2 separate regions of the Sus scrofa genome follow, and region 2 is linked to region 1. A link is a contact called in public HiChIP or PLAC-seq data. All regions are on one chromosome and are shown on one strand. Each heading gives the region's core, a stretch centred on a gene start, on an enhancer-like site or on the middle of the called end of the contact. The rest is flanking DNA. Distances are from core to core; before and after follow the strand shown.

Evidence for each region. HiChIP or PLAC-seq counts read pairs in DNA pulled down with a chosen protein or histone mark.
Region 2: a contact with region 1 is called in an H3K27ac HiChIP or PLAC-seq map of alveolar macrophages. The contact joins two enhancer-like sites. A contact is called at or near these places in 1 of 47 Hi-C or Micro-C datasets (fibroblasts) and 1 of 2 datasets of contacts at active chromatin or transcription factors (alveolar macrophages).

What each region holds. Positions count from the first base shown.
Region 1 is chr1:824,950-827,649 of Sscrofa11.1, reverse strand. No RefSeq gene overlaps it. Among named protein-coding and RNA genes, the nearest start is that of THBS2, 28 kb to the left of the region's middle. Within about 2 kb of position 1,304, at least 21 of the 83 cell types and tissues checked have an H3K27ac peak or open chromatin away from gene starts, as enhancers often do. A contact at or near this core is called in alveolar macrophages, where this site is marked.
Region 2 is chr1:899,004-901,703 of Sscrofa11.1, reverse strand. No RefSeq gene overlaps it. Among named protein-coding and RNA genes, the nearest start is that of THBS2, 46 kb to the right of the region's middle. Within about 2 kb of position 1,358, at least 43 of the 83 cell types and tissues checked have an H3K27ac peak or open chromatin away from gene starts, as enhancers often do. A contact at or near this core is called in alveolar macrophages, where this site is marked.

The DNA of each region.
Region 1 (2,700 bases), core at 55-2,554:
CTGAAAACAGGCCGCCTTCATAGGGCCTCCGTCTCCTCCGACCCTCCCACCAAAAGGGCTGTCTGCTGGCCCACGGAGGAGTCCCCCCGCCGCTGAGCACTCGGGGACCCGGTCCCCCGCCCAGCACGGCCGCCTCTGTTCAGCACGTGGGGTGGGGTCAAGGGCACCCGCCCTGGGCCCATGTCCGTGTCCTACACGTGCTCTTCTCTCCGGAGTTGCTGGCCTGTCCCCACACACTCGTCCTTGGAAACTCAGCTCCCAGCTCACTGCTCTGGGACTCCGGCCGCAATGACTGGGCTCACCTGACACCACGGCCCCTAAGCTGCTCGGGGCTCAGGGGCTGAGGGCAGCCTCCCGTCGGCCAGGTCCTGGATCTCGCGGACCTTTCATGCTGCTCAGCGTGCGCGTCGAAGGTTCCAAGCCACCACTTGGTTTATCCCACAGCGTCTGCTCCTGCCCGGGGCCCACACGCCCTGGGGCCACTTCGAGAATGACTCACCGGTTCCAGGGGTCACCTGCCCCGGTACCGGCCATGGGACGCCATGCTGCAGTCCCGTGGCTGCCCCTTCTACCCCCGTGACCATGAACTTAACACAGCGGGGGCTGGTGGCTTTTGTCCCGAGAAAGCTGACCCCGCCGGGTGCTGGGCCCTGTGCAGACCAAGTGCAGCAAGAATGGGCAGAGGGCCAGACTCCAGGGCAAGTGTTCAGCTGAGGTGGCGGGAGAACAGGACAGGCCCACGTCCCATCAGTAGGAACCGTGACCTGGGCCTTCCCTCCCCCCATGTCCACACCGGTTCTGCCCCAGGCACCCCCGCCCCCCCTCCGCCCCGGCCAGCAGGGGGCCCTGCTGTGACCATCTCACTGGGAAGCTCTGGGCTCTGCTGCTTCCTTTGTCTCCCTCGGTTTTCACTGTTTCTAAACCCTTGCTGTTTGCAGCAGGGGGTGAGCGCTGAAGGCATGAATGCCTGGCGTCATCCCGAACACGCCTCCTCGACCCCCCATGACCTTCCACTTCCTCCTGGAGGCCATGGACCCCAGAGGCCTGAATGAAAGCGGCACTGACCCCCGCCCCAGAGACCACCGTGTGTCTGGCTCCGGCCTGCCCCTCGCGGCCCAGGCGCACACGCCACACCTCCTCTGGGGACAGCTCCTCGGGAGCAAAGTCGGCCAGGCCGAGCATCCCTGGGGGCGCTGGCTCTCTGCCGCTGGGGAGCTCGGCCCATCCCGTTAGGACACGTGCGGCGCCTGCCTGCCCAGGGTCCTGCCCCGCCATGTGACCCGGGGCCTCTGGGCCAGTGGGGAGGCGTCCCGGTTGAGCAATCGGCCTCGCAGACGCGGTCGCCTGGCTTGGCCGGGGTGATCACATCTCCCCGGCTACGTGACTCATCCAGCCTTTCATCCCGACGGCAGGGTTTTGTCTGTAGCTGCCTCAAAACATTCTTTCCATTTCATCATAGTTTTATATTTTATAGGCTTGCGTTCTGCAGCAAATAACTGAAACCACGCGCAGCCTCTCGAGCAGGAGCCCACCGAGGACAGTCTAATGAGACGTTTCCGAACGGGACGCATGACGATGGCACATGTCGAATCTTTCACGTGACTCCACTGACGTCTATGTTTGACATTTAAGCTTTAAAAGGGGCCACATGACCAGATGATTATAAAAAGAAACAATCAAAACATTCAGAGGAGTTACTAATGAGAGCATTTTACAAACATGACTCAATCAGATGGTTTTAATTCATTCATCGCAGGATAATTAGAATTAGGTGGACTGAATCAGAATCTCAGAACAAAGTGTAATATTTGCTCCCATGAATTTCTCAGAGTTTAAGTAGTTTCTGCACTCGAGCCAACACCATTTCTAAGGTGGAGTTTCCTTACAGGAAAACAGAAAGAGAAGAGTTCCACAGTTTCAAACATCTTATGAACTTGTGTTTAACTCAGACATATTTCAGAGCCACCCAGAAACACGCCACCACGTGAACCATTCTTTAGCTGAAAAAACAGCGGGGACTCAATGCACCCAACCCCCCTTCCGACTCCCCGTACCCCCTCCATGGTGGCTGTTTGACTCATCTCCCCTCGACGTCACCCCAACATGGAAGTGGACTTGATTTTTTAAAAAAAATATGTTGAAGTATAACTTACATACATTCTTTCGGCGAGAAGGGAATTGAAACAGGCCAGAAACTTGCATCTGTCTGAAAATGGAAGCACACTGGAAGACGACGAAATTAAGGGAGAATGAAATTCTTTATCTTTCATGTTACCTGGTCGAAAAGACAGCAGTTTGTTTAAAGCAATAGCAGTAACATCGTATTGGGAATCAGTGTGTGTGGATAAAGAAAATTAATGACAGGAGGCAGATACTGAGCGTCATTTGCTCTGAGATTCAGAGACTGTTTGTGAAGTAGGAAAGGGGTATTTGAGGATGGACTTGGGGTCACTGAGAATTCACACTGCAAATTCTAAACAACACCTAAAATGTTTATTAAGAAAACATAAAGAATGTTCTAAGAGAGGAGAGAAAACAAACCCATAAAGTGCTCAATTAAAGCCACAGAAGGCAGATAAGGTAGAAGAGAAAAAGAGAAACAAAATACAAGCACAATGAATAGAAAATAGTTGCAAACATGGCAGATGTTAATCCAACTATATCATTTATTTCTTTAGTTGTGAATGACCTAAATATACC
Region 2 (2,700 bases), core at 109-2,608, 74 kb before region 1:
GGTCTCTCGGTTTCCGACTCTAACTCTCCTGCTCTCCGTTTTGGGGGTTTTGTTTGCTTGCTCGCTTGTCTCCTTGTTTTCTGAAAACTTTGGGGTTGGTTAGTGACAGATAATAGAAAGAGCTCGTTCAGTCTCCTTTCATGGGAGTGACTACATCCTGCGGCCCTTGGAGGTGGCACAGCAGAGCCCTCAGGAGCGCCAGCCCTGAGGTCAGGAGAACTGAGGCCAAATCCAGGCTGCACCCTTTCATCCGGCCACCTGCACTGTGACTCGGTGGCGTCTGTGAGACGGGGAAGGCGGTTCTGGGCAGCGGGCACAGCAGTCGCGCAGAGCCCGTGCCAGGAGGCTCCACGCTGCTGTCTCAGACTCTGAACGCCCTGGGCCATCGTGCTCTGACCTGTCTCGCGCTGCTGCTTGTTTCAGATGCGCCACGAGGCACTGTTACGAGCGGTACGTAGCGATGTGGACGTAACGAGTCTCTTTTCTCCGTCGGTTAAGAACCACCACGTGAAGTACCCAAGCTCCTGTCACCCCCACTTGCCCCTAACCCAGGGGCACCCCCCCCGGGTCTGGGTTCCTCCCCTACCCCCCAGCCCCCGACTCCCCAGGCCACGCCGTCCCCTCCGTCGACACGGCTCTGCTGCCGGGGAGTGTCCGTGGGGCTGTGGCCGCCCAGACTCCCCCTGCACGTCATCCGCACAGAGGTTCCAGCTGGAAAAGACAGAGCACCCACGGGAAACGAGAGGGCGCCAAGTATCGGAAGATCTTCCCGAAAGAAGGACCTGAGCCCACAGGGCGGGGGTGCTTGCGCATCCGGAGAGCAGAACGGTATCTTTGCTCGGTACGAGGACACGTTCTGGCGAGGCTGTGAGTTTCAAGGCAAAAGGAAGTCGCTTTCAGGGGTCCAGGCGGATGCTCAGACGAGGCAGCAACCACGCTGGCCTCCGGGTTTTATGTAGCGGCTCTTACACGAGAGGAGAAACACGGGTGGGGTTTTGAGGATAAACATACATGAATCTGCAATCCTGCACCCGCCGCGTCTCCCCTCCAGCACAAAGGCGGCAGGAAGCAGGCGGGTTCCCTTTCCCAGCCCCGCCCTCAGCAGAATGGCAGCGCCCAGCGGGAACCTGGGTCCTCAAGCCACCGGACCTGCGCGGCCTCCTCCTGCCCGCACCCCTGCCGGGCCCCAGCCCTGTCCCCGCCTTGGGGCCACCGCCCCGTCCCTCGTCCTGCGCTCCCACGACGGACCGCTGTCGACGGGGGAGCTGGGCGGACGGTGAGAATGTGGACAGGCCTCTGAATCATGCAGCAGAGGGAGAGAAATGAAAGACGAAACCCGCCCACTGTTCAGTTACACAAACGGAGGCGCCAACCGCAGGAACCAAGAACGGAAAAGCCTAGCAGGTCGCCTCCTCCTCAGTGACTACGCTGCAGTAGCCTTTATTTTTAATAGCGTCTTTCACTTCTCGTTGGCTTTGCGTCGTTAAATGACGTTCCGCAGGCCAGATCCTTCCTGGCACGGTCTCCATGGAGAGAAAAAGCAAACACTCAGACCAGTACCTCACGTCTGCCTGATAAAACGCTCAGATCTACAATCTCAGCGCAAAGAGCTGGAGCCCCCGTCGGCCGGGGGGGAAGGTCAGGCCTCTTACGGGAAGAGCCACGGCGAGCTCGGCCTGGCCTCACGGCTGGCTCCCCGCCCACAGGCCTCCGCTCCGGCCTGAGGCTGAAGCCCTGCTCCCTGGTTTAAAGGCCCCTTCCCCTCCTCGCCAGGGAGGAAGACGCACTTAAACAGGACGACGCAATAGGAGCAGCCTCACCAGGGAAGAGCATGTGAGTTTTCAGAGACTCTGGCTCCATGAAGTTTAATTAATGCTGAAACGAAGACTCAGACACTTGAGAATCTTTAAAAACAATATTTTCGCCAAAAGATTTATCTCACAGAGGAGAAGGTCGGGCCCAGCCAAGAGCAGCAGATGCTCACCCGCCCTAGAAAGAATGCGTTGTGTGCAGATATGGTCTCAGCGTGTTCTCGAGCTCCCAGCCACCCTGCAGCACCTCGGGCCCTCGGCTCCGTGTGGGAGCTCAAGGCGCCGTGCAGCTCCGGGGGCGCGGGGGCAGCCCCACAGGAGAAGCAGCGCTCGGCCCGACGGACGAGCTGGTCACACTGGCCACATTCTGGACACGTCTGAGCTGCTCCGTCTCCAGATGGGGCGTCTCTGTAACTGGCCATGACCTTTCTTGGCAACTCCTAGGCGGCTCTTGCGAAGGAGCCCCAGGCGCCCTCCCCCGGGAGGGGGGTGTTACAAGCAAAGAGCAGGATGGCCACATGGGACCCGGGACACGTGCCGGCAGCTGGAAACCAAATCGCTGGCACCACCGCCGAAAACCTGGTCCTGCCCCCGACAGCAATGCCACGCTCCTTCCCCCGCCGTCTCCCAGACCCCTCGTGACGGGGCACAGGTGCAGCCCCGCGAGGCCCCAGGGTCTCTGCGAGAGGCTGAGATGGAGCGAGCAGCCCCCACCTGGTCAGGACTCACGGATTATGGTTGATTTTTGACTCCTAAAAGGAATGATCCAGATGAGCCTTGCCCGCAGCGGCGGCAGGTGCGAGTCCTGACGCGGAGCCCCTTCTGGCACAGACGGAAACACGGACACAGGTTCCGGCCTCCCAGGGAAAGACGCCAGCGGCACGTGCTT